Regions from separate parts of the Rattus norvegicus genome. Here region 1 is linked to region 2. Evidence: chromatin contacts called from public Hi-C data. All regions are on one chromosome and are shown on one strand. Each heading gives the region's core, a stretch centred on a gene start, on an enhancer-like site or on the middle of the called end of the contact. The rest is flanking DNA. Distances are from core to core; before and after follow the strand shown.

Region 1 (5,192 bases), core at 84-2,583, 230 kb after region 2:
TGTACAAAGCCTTTAGAACAAACAAATTATTTAAAAGAACCAATGTCCCTGCACACAATGGCTTACTCCTGTAATCCCAACACTTGAGAAGCTGAGGTAGGAAGATCACCATGATTTAAAGGCCAAGACTACAAAGTAAATTCTAGAGCATCCTGGAGTAGAATAAGACCTTGCCTCAAAACAAGCAAACAAGAAAAAAAATCAAATTGTATCTAGGCATAGTGGTATATACCCTTAATCCATACACCAGGTAGGCAAATGCAGGAAGACCAGAGTTCAAGGCCAGCCTGTTCTACACAATTCCAGAACAGCCATAATCAATCAATCAACCAATCAATCATTCAATAATAATAATAATAATAGGAATAGAAATTATAGGACCTGGAGAGCCCTATAATTAAGGACACTGGCAACTCTTCTAGAGGACCCAGGTTTGTTTTTTTTTGTTTTTTTTTTGTTTTTTTTTCGGAGCTGGGGACCGAACCCAGGGCCTTGCGCTTCCTAGGTAAGCGCTCTACCGCTGAGCTAAATCCCCAGCCCGAGGACCCAGGTTTTGATTCCTGGCACCCACACATTGGTTCACAAGCATCTGTATTTCCATGAGATCTGGTGCCCTCTTCTGGCCTTCATGGGCATTGCATGCATGTGGTGCACAACAATCCATACACATAAAGGAGAAATTTTTTTTTTTTTTTTTTTTCGGAGCTGGGGACCGAACCCAGGGCCTTGCGCTTCCTAGGCAAGCGCTCTAACACTGAGCTAAATCCCCAACCCCGAGAAATTTTTTTTTTAAATAATAGAAATATATGAGGCGGAAAATGTACAATTATAAATTATATGCCAATGACCATTAGTTTTTTAAATATTTATACATGTATGTATAACATATAAATGTATAATGTATACACTTAAATAAATTGAATATATGTACATATTACAAACTCTGTATATGAATGTATTACAATTTTTATCGTGCCAGTTAAGCCTGGCTTTTCAAAGAGCTGTGCTCGGTCATGACATTCAACACGGAAGCTTCACGCTCTCAAAACCAATGCGTTGCCTCACCGCCGACTGTGGTGTGGTACCCACGTCTCTTCACAGTCCGCTTGTCAAAGCTTTTCCTGGAGGGAACCTGGGGAGTTTGCTGGGGTTCCAGCACCGAAGCGGAACAGGAGGAGACAGTCTCCTACTTCCTCCCCGGCAGCACGCCCTGCAGCACCTCCTCAGAGAAGCGACTTTTGCTCAATTCGCTCCCTAGTCACTTAGAGTTCGCCCCGCCCCGCCCCGCCCCGCCCCGCCCGCCCCGCCTCCCGTTTTCCCGCCCAGACGCCACTACCTCCGAAAGGGGTGTGGCCCACAGGAAGTCCTCGCGTTAAGGAAAAGGAGGCGTTTCCGTCTCCGGTGTCATGGCGGCCTCCTTGTCTGAAGGCGTGCCGGAGACTGAGGACAGGAAAAGACCGCAGTTCGGGAACCGGTTCTTGAGCGACCCGGCGCGCGTCTTCCACCACAATGCCTGGTAACTACCCTGCACCTCGCCACCCCGGAGCACTTGGAGAAAAGCCCTGCCCTCCTCCCGCGGCGGTAGCTGAAGCGTTCGCCTCCCGAGGACGGACGTTCGCGGCTCCGCGACTCACCCTGCCCGCGGCGGGGACCTGTGGACCTTAAGCTGCCCGTTTGGTTTTCACAGGGACAACGTGAAGTGGTCAGAGGAGCAGGCCGCGGCGGCGGAGAGGAAAGTGCAGGAGAACAGTTCCCAGCTGGTGTGCCCGGAGAAGCAAGGTGCGCTGATTTGTCCACAGCCGGCAGTGCGGGACGCGCCTCCACGAGAAGGCAGTAGAAATGCGGGCACCAGGATCATTTGTTACTGACCTGATGAAGAACTCCGGCATAGAACGGGTCGGGGAGGGGACGAGCTAGGAGGCAAAGGGGCTGGCTGCCTTCTAACAAAATTTTGAAGGAAGTTGGGGTTGAGTTTTTGTATTCTCTAGTTCTACATTTTTAGTTCGTATTGACTAGTGTCATGTGAATGTAGCTGGCCCGTGGCAACCGTAAAGTCGTTCGATCATCTATCGTAGGGTAGCTTCGTCAGTCTGTGTTCTGCTGGAGAGTTTCCATTAGAGCTAGAATGATGTGGTCAGATCCTACCTACTGTTGGAGGAGAGGATGATTGGACCATGTATCTTTTCCTGGGGTGATGGGTTTGGAGATCTGGATCTTCTACCAAAAAAAGATCAGGCGCAGCAGAGTGGAGATGAGTCTGCTCAAAGAAGAAGAGGTCCTTCCTAAAGACAAGAATAATTTCTTTATAAAGTACTCTAAAGACTAAAACTAGAACTGGTTAGCCCTGTTTCTAAGAGACATTTGAATGTAAAACTAGAACTTTAAGATAATAGGCACCAGGGGACTGGGAGATGGCTAATAAGCATTGATAAAGTTTCTGCATAGTACTGAGGTCACAGTCCTGGCCAGGTATGGAACTCCTAGGATGGAGGGGGTGTAATCTCTTGGGGAGTGTGTCAAAGTCATCTTCGCTACATAGAGTTCCAATCCAGCCTTGGCTGCGTGAGAGCTTGTCTCAAAAAATATATATAAGCATGTGTATATATTCCAGTTGCGAAGTAGGCCTCCTACCTGCATTGTTAAATGCAGACCAGATAAAGCATCATAGTGTTCAGAGGGATTTTCAAAGTCATGTAGCCCAATATCCTCTTTCTACAGTTAAAGAACCAGTTAGCCAAGTGCAGTGGTGTATAGACTCAGCTATGTGGGAGGCTGAGACAGAAGGACCACTGAGTTGGAGGCTGTCCTGGGCAGCATAGGGTGATGTAGTCTCCAAAAAAATTAAGCTTGAACCACAGGGCCTTAAGCGCTTTGCCTGGAGGTAAGCAATCAGTGGTGGGCTCCCATTGCTTGGGTCTTCATTCTTCCATCAGGTCTGGTCCAGGTCTTCGTGTCAGCAAACGGAGAAAGAGCCCCTATCAGTCTCCTGATTAGCCGAAACTCTTCTTGCTTCGGGAAGAAGAGTTTTCTCACTGTCTGGTTTTCCTCATATTCTAGTTATTTATCTTAGCATTCATTACTAATCTTGACTTTGTGCCTGGCCCCCACGTTCTAAAGAAGCAGGAACGTGCCTTCCGAAGAGATGCATGAGTGACAGTCACTGGATTTACACAGATATCCAAAGAGCCTGAGACATTTAACTTGTAAATTAAAAAAAAAACTTACAAGGGAAAATAATTACCACAGACACCAACGAACCTGCCTGTCCCTGGCAAATAGAACCTTGAAACTAAGAATAATTAGACTTGTGTGCAGTGCTTGGGGTTTGCTTAATTTCATAATTCCCCCGTAGTCGAAGGCCATCCAGAGCTGTGTCAGGAAAATGATGGGTAGCTAACTCCCTGTCTGATGGCAGAGGCTAGGCTCCCTGGGGATGAAAAGTGGGTGACGTAAACGTAAGATGGATAGAAGGCGATTGCCTGTGAAGGTGCCCAGTTCTCAGACCCTGACTGCCCTCAAGCATACTTCTGGAATAAAATGATGTTTGGTGATGCAAGACACTTGACATTAGATATAAATAAAATATTTGAGACCGACTCTTAAAATTCTTTCTCAAATGTTTACAGCTGATTATGAAGTCAATGCCCATAAATACTGGGATGACTTCTACAAAGTTCACGAAAATGGGTTTTTCAAGGACAGACACTGGCTTTTTACTGAGTTCCCTGAACTGGCACCTAGCCACGATCACCTAGTGAATTTGCACTTGGAGAAACAGAAGAATGAAGTCTCCAAACCTAGAAGCAGTGAGGATGGACCTGGCTTGGCAGCAGAACAACACAAGCGTCCTTGTACCAGCCATGGATGTGAAACTCGGGTGCCTCCCGTGGAAGAGCCGGTGACTCAGAAGCTCACCCACCTGGAAATTTGTGCTGACGACTTTCCTGGCTCCTCTGCTACCTACCGAATACTTGAGGTAACTTTATTTTCCTAATGGAGTTAGTGAAGATGTCACATTTTACACTCAGACTAGCAAGGCTGACCCAGAGTGTCTTCTGTCTGATCAATTTGACTAGATTTTAGCATCCTACCATTGAGGAATCGTCACCATTCTTCTTTTGAATTGGGACAATACCTAGGCAGGTCCTATTAGGGAAATTCGTTTATAAGGGACTACTAACTTCACTGGAAGCTAATTCTAAAGCTAGTAAAACTTGGAATTAAGTCCAGTGCCATGAGTGGGGGCAATGCTGGAAATTGAACCCAAGGCCTCACACGGGTTAGAGGAGCGCTTTACCACCTAGCTAATCCCTGTTACCTCCTGTGAGATGCTGCATGAGCTCATGTCCCTCCTAGAGCACAGGGAGTACTTGGTCTAACTGTAAGGAACTTTAGGTAATGTATATAAAATGGCTAAGAAGTATGTCTGCCAATGGCACTCCGTAAACGTTTACAGTTTTTGTGCTGCAGAAAGCACTATATTTAGCAGTGTTACTATGTGAACGTTTCAACTGATCCTGTTGTAGGAGACAAGGAGATCCTTGTTCTCACAGATAAGTCCTAGGGGAACCTGGAAGGTTAGCACTCAGAGTTGTTCCCCTGAAGGAATGCAGGACTTAATGCTTGCCCAGAAGGCTGGGAGCAGAAGTGGCTAATGTCTGGTGACCAAACCAGACCCCCTGACCCTGATCATAAGCTTCTTTTTCTCAGTCAGTCTATAGAACCTTTATAGAAGGTGTCACGTGTACTGTACGAAGAGTTTCAATGTATTTACATTTGTTCTCTATTCCTCAAAGAGATTTATGGATGCTTTCTTGTACACATGGGATTGAATTAGTCATTACCACTCAGGGTCAGACTCCTGAAATTTGAACCAACACCAACACCAGCTGTTTAGTCTTGTTGAACCTGCCTTCTTGCCTCCCAGATCGTCTATGCTGGCCATAAAGGTCTCAGAGACTTTGCAGTATATCTTTCTAATCATGGTGTAGTGAATGAAGCTCATCAGGAGAATAATTTATCTACAGGGCTTTTTGCTAGAACTCAGAAAGTAAAAGCAGCTTTGTGCCCTTTTTTTAGACTAGCTTTCTTCAGCCAGCGAAAGCCAGTGTTCTTGTCTTTAACTAAGTCTCTGATTAGAGTCCATGAGAGATGAGGAAAGGCCATGGGTCCTATTTAGGTCAGGTCGTTAT
Region 2 (5,583 bases), core at 2,600-5,099:
GACTACTTTTTCTTTTTGTTCTTTTTTTCGGAGCTGGGGACCGAACCCAGGGCCTTGCGCTTCCTAGGCAAGCGCTCTACCACTGAGCTAAATCCCCAACCCCTGCTGACTACTTTTTAAAAGAAGATATATCTCAAATAGACAACCCAGAGTTATGCCTCAGTGACCAAGCCAGCTCAGTCAACCAACAGGTTCTCTAGGGCAGGAGTGAGGATTAAAAAGAAAAAGGACAATTAGACAACATTATAACATGACTCCAGCCAGTTCTGAGGCTGAAGCGGATTTACTGTTTTCCAGTCTGCTTTTATACTACTTTAATGACATGCATTATAATAAGATCAGGTCTGGGTCAAGGAACAAGCCAGGCAATAAGCAAAATCCTGTAAACACCTTTCTAGGGGCTTAGTCAGGACGACCAAGACAAAGGATGCCACATAGGTCTCCACTGAGCCTGCTCTGAGTTTTGCATTAACTCAAATGTACTTAATCTGGGCCTTTTTCCTGAGTCCTGGCCCAAAGTCAGATTCCTGCCTTGAGTTTACTTCTTTTGTCCTGGCCAAATTCCTGCCAAGTGTCTAGAAGAAAGTGGCCCCAAAAGGCTCTCCACACCTCAGAGGGCTAAAGAGAAATTTAGTGCAGACAGAGAAGGATATGGATAAAGAGTACAGCAGGAGTCAGCAAAAGACAGCCTAGGAAAGCCATGGGGAAGTCAGCAAAGCTAAAGGTTGAACTTCTGAAAACATAGACTTGACAAGCTTAAAGCTGACCTAACTAAACTAGCTGACCTAAGAAAAAGTAAGAAAGCTAAAATATACAAAATCAGTAAGAAATAGGAGAGACACTGCGGACAATACCATAGACATACTCAAGTGCCCAGGAGACCTAGAAGAGAGCAGCGAATCCCTAGATGCACAGCCCAGCTCTGTTCGCATTTTTCGTGCCGTGAGAGGGCACCCCAGAAAATCACCCCAGTGGAGGAAAATTAGACACACAAAGGCAGGTGCTGATTGTCTATGTCTGGGTTGGATTTTGAAGTAGACAACGCATAGAACCAAAAGGAGGCTCCAGATTGGAGTGAGTTGGGGTAAGAAAGGAAGGGAGATATGTTCAAAGGGTTCAAAGTTCTGGCTTCATAGGAGCACTACTGAGTCGTTCATGTTTAGTACAGTTAGTAATAGCATACACTTTTGCAGTACAACTCCAGTGGAAATGGCAAAGTGGATGGTAAAGCCCATGAGGCCGCCACCCTACACAAAGAGCTATGAGCAATTAAAGAATGCCACAAATGAGTCTTCCCTGGGGGAGAGCACACCAACTGGTTATCCAATATCAAATGATCAGCCCTGAAAACATACATGCAAGTAACATTATACAGACTGAGGAGGTCATATTTAGGAATATATGTGTATATATTATAATCTCAAAAAAGTTAAAGACAGAAAAATAATAGTGTGTATTTTTAAATCGATGAACGTAGATTTTTTTAACATTCTCATCATAAAAGCATGCATATGAAGTATTTAAAATACGTTAAAATGCTAGAGCATCTAAATACTACTTAACTTAATGTCGTGATTCATGCTTTCTGAATCTTGGGAATCATGTCCATATATAAATGCTTATTTTCTTACAGATGCTGGAGAAATTGAAATGAAAAACTTGGTTGATGTAATGGAAGCTTATACAGGTGGGTAAGATTAACATAACTGAAACTCTTACACTGTGCTGTATTAAACGGCTTTTATCAGTCATATACACCTGCTTTTAGAGTCTGCATTTTTGCTCATTGCTAAGGAATAATTTGCCCTGGTGCCTGGAGAGATGACTCAGTGTGTACAGAGTTTCTCATATAAGTGTGAGAAACTGAATTAAATCCCTAGCATCCACATAGAAGTAGGGTATGGAACACACATATATACCCAACGTGATGGGGGCAGAGACAAGTAGACCCTGGGGGCTTGCTGCCAGGGGGGGAAGGAGAGGGAGGGAGAGGGAGGGAAAGGCAAATGTACCATCCGCACACATATTTAAAACAATTTAAAAATTAATTTGCTATTGTTTCTGATACTCCATCGATAGGTTATCAAGATTTTAGTACTGAAATGCTATTTGCTTTTTCTTGGAACCACTTTTTCTCATTTCTGGAGATACTCTATAGTTAGAGGGATTTTGTCTACTATGATATAAATATACACACATATTATTTTACATACATAGACATATATACTAGAAACATAGCAAATGGTAAGATAAATTTGGGACAAATTTTGAAGATTCAAAATGTTGTTACAGTGATTTATTTTTTTATTGATTTTTTTTCATTTTTTTGAGACAAGATTTTTCTATGTAGTTCCAGCTATCCTGGAATATTCACTCTGTAGACCAGGCTAGCCTGGAACTAAAAGATCCTCTGCTCTCCACCCCCCTATTCCTCCACCACCCCTCCCAATATGTGCTGCCACCAGCCAGCTTATAACATTAAATCTTGTGTTTTAAATCAAAAGAATTATACCTGTAGAAATGTCTATTTATTTCTGATTAGGCTCCTAAATTTCTGAGTTATATATGCATTATCCCTGTCATTTTGTCAGGTCTCCAAAATTTAAAAAAAAAATCTCTTATTCAAACCACCAGTCAGGATAATTTTAAAATGTTTCTTCTATCGGTTTTATGTAGATAAATGTTATCTAAACATTAGACTTTAATTTGTACAACATGCCTTACAAGCATGGCTAAATATCTGGTTTACCTAATGACAATACTGCTGTCTTTTCAAAGGTAATAAAATTGATATCAATGATCTCAAATACATTCTGGGAAGCATGGGCATTGAGCTCACAGAGAAGGCGATCTCGGATCTGGCGCAGGTCCTGCCTGTGGACGGTAAGCCTCAAACACTAATGAAGCATCACCCATGGGTATCAGTGGGCAGTGAAGAAGCTTTAGACTTTCCTACTTAATTCTCTGTGGAAATTGCTGGAGTATAAATTTAACCGTAAGTCCTTGGTGCTATTAGAGCTATGCAAAAGGCTTTGGGTTCTATAAACACGAAAATATGGGGAAAGTAAAGAGGAACGAGAAACTAGGAAGGAAATAAAAGGAGAAAATAATATGTGTTTCACTATTGTAGAAGTTTACTAAATATGTGTGCGTTTCACACACTATAGAACAACTAAAAATGCGGCCAATGCGAGACTGTAGATTTATCAGGAAGCAAAAATTTCCCTTTCCCAAATTCATGTATATTTGAGGGCAGTGGAGTATAAATATTTAAGGAAATATGTTTCAATTCTATATAATCATAATACATGTAAATGCTGTCTTTAATAGTATTTCTGTTGTGAAATAAAACATTAATATTCATGACAAATGTATAGTTTTTATGATTTTATATTACAAAAATATGATATTATTTTATTATAGATGATGAAATGGTATTCCAGAATAGATTGTTGAATGAAATAAAGACTCTCAAAGGTAAGCTAGAGAATTAGTAAGAAAACAGAATTTTCTCAAGGAACCTCGTGGTCCAGATAGTAACTCATTAGATAGGAAATCCCATTTCTTATTTATAGCTCATTTCCTTAAATTTTGAAGTATATATTTGTAATTTGACAAATAGTATCCTAGACACTATCTTTGCTTAAGCAAAAATAAATTTGGAATTTTTCAAGTTTTACTTCAAAAGAATGACTTCATGTATTTTTGCAGCAAAAGTGAAAAGAAAGGTCAAAGTTCCCGGGATCTCGTTTGTTTGTTTTTTAATTCAGCAAGCAGTCTCGATAATAATTAACTCAAAGCCTCAGAAAACACAAATAGGCTTTATTGTTCAAAAGTATTGCTGGGAAAGAGGCGTAAAAATGTTCAGTGAGCAGTGTCCCGTGTAGGTTTGAGTCAACCACAAACCTCAGGGAGAGAGAGAGGCTCTGATTTTAGTGTTTAAACTCTACTAACTCTGCCCTCTGGAGCACAGAGTCAGACTATTCATATTGTGTTCATATTGTGATATAAATGTGTGAATCATCAAGTTTTTAATTTTAATATGAGCGTAGGGTCATATTAAAATTAAACAATAGTGGGGTTGGGGATTTAGCTCAGTGGTAGAGCGCTTGCCTAGCAAGCGCAAGGCCCTGGGTTCGGTCCCCAGCTCCGAAAAAAAGAAAAAAGAGAAAAAAAATTAAACAATGGCATGTAATGGTGAAAGAAATGTTTTAATTATTCGCTTTCCGTGCATTTCTAATTTAATGTTTTTCAAAGAAGGGAAAGTTGATGTCAGTAACATGGACACCGTCTTGGACAATATGGAGATTAGACTCACAGACGACGAGCTTAAAGACCTAATAGAAACCCTGCCAGTTGATGGTGAGCCTGTTATAGAACTGCTGTGTCTCCTGTTGTGTCTTCACTAAGCTATATAAGGATTATTAAAGTTTTCTTTTCTCAAAAAAGACGTTGGAGGAAGACAAAAAAAATAGAAATCCTATTATTTTATTAAAACCCCAAATTACCCATCCCTTCTGTAATAGATTAAGATACACCAGGGGTAACACCATGATTACTATCTAACCTCCAAAAACGGCCAAGGAACAGAGCTAGACATTCAGAGAGTAAAACACAAGATTCAAAAGAAAGCATGAACTCAATAAACACTATCCCTCAACCAGCCCCTTTCCCTGTCACTCAGGAACTTTCAGGTCCATGTCTCTATTCCAGTCTATGCTGAACCTTGGGATTACACAACTGTATGCTGACCAGACCTAACCCTTAAACAATCCTTTTGAAACCCAATCTCAACATTACCACATTGAAATTGATCCCCTTGCTGCCAAGCTTACTCTCTGGTATCTTCCTGATGGCTGCTTGCCACATATTTACCCAAACGTAACTATACTCTCCTCCTCTTGGCCATTCTTCCCCTTGCTCCCGAGGTTGCCTTAAACACTTATGCATATTTCCTCAGTTTACCCCTAAGTTCTGTCCTACTAGCACGGGCCACATTTCAAGCCTGTCACTTCCAGTTGGTGGTCTCAGAATAGCAACACAACTCTTCTCTCCACGTTGTCTTTTTGCGTATCTGTTTCAACTTATTATTTTAATTTTATTTTATGCGTGTGGGTTCATTTGTCTGCACGTATGTCAGTGCACTATGTGAGTGTCTGGTGCCTGCAGAGGCCACACGAGGATGTTAGGTTTCTTGGAATTGGAGTTGTTGAAAGTTTTCGAGCTGTTATGTGAGTGCTGGGAATAGAGCTTGAGTTCTCTGGAAGAGCAGCCCAGGATTTTAACTGCAGAACCATCTCTCCAGCCTCATTTTTAAAGACTTATTTAAATTTTAAAATATGGGTATGTGTCTGTGTGTGAGCACATACGTATGAACGTATCGGCCATAGACAGAGTCCAGAAGAAAGCGTCAGGTACTTCGGATCTGCCCATCCTGAACCTGGATGTTCTTCAAGAGCTGTAAGTGTTCTTCACCCCTGAGCTCTCCGTTCACCACCACTGCTGCTTCCTCTCTGTGGCCCTCACCTCCCCCTCCCATATTGTCTACCAGACTGCTGGAATGATCTATCTAAAGTTCAGAAC

What was found. Hi-C and Micro-C count contacts between places; a contact is called where the count stands out from the background.
Region 1: a contact with region 2 is called in a Hi-C map of hepatocytes, with 1.8 times the contacts expected there. The contact joins the promoter of Mettl2 here to the enhancer-like site in region 2. A contact is called at or near these places in 3 of 12 Hi-C or Micro-C datasets (hepatocytes, kidney and liver).

Annotation. Positions count from the first base shown.
Region 1 is chr10:90,594,078-90,599,269 of GRCr8, forward strand. Mettl2 (methyltransferase like 2) reads left to right here and starts at 1,334. Exons shown (of 9, transcript NM_001108839.1): 1 at 1,334-1,516; 2 at 1,688-1,779; 3 at 3,627-3,976. The coding sequence starts at 1,407.
Region 2 is chr10:90,357,197-90,362,779 of GRCr8, forward strand. It overlaps a transcript of Efcab3 not described here. Among named protein-coding and RNA genes, the nearest start is that of Efcab3, 190 kb to the right of the region's middle. Within about 2 kb of position 3,850, at least 2 of the 93 cell types and tissues checked have an H3K27ac peak or open chromatin away from gene starts, as enhancers often do. A contact at or near this core is called in hepatocytes and liver, where this site is marked.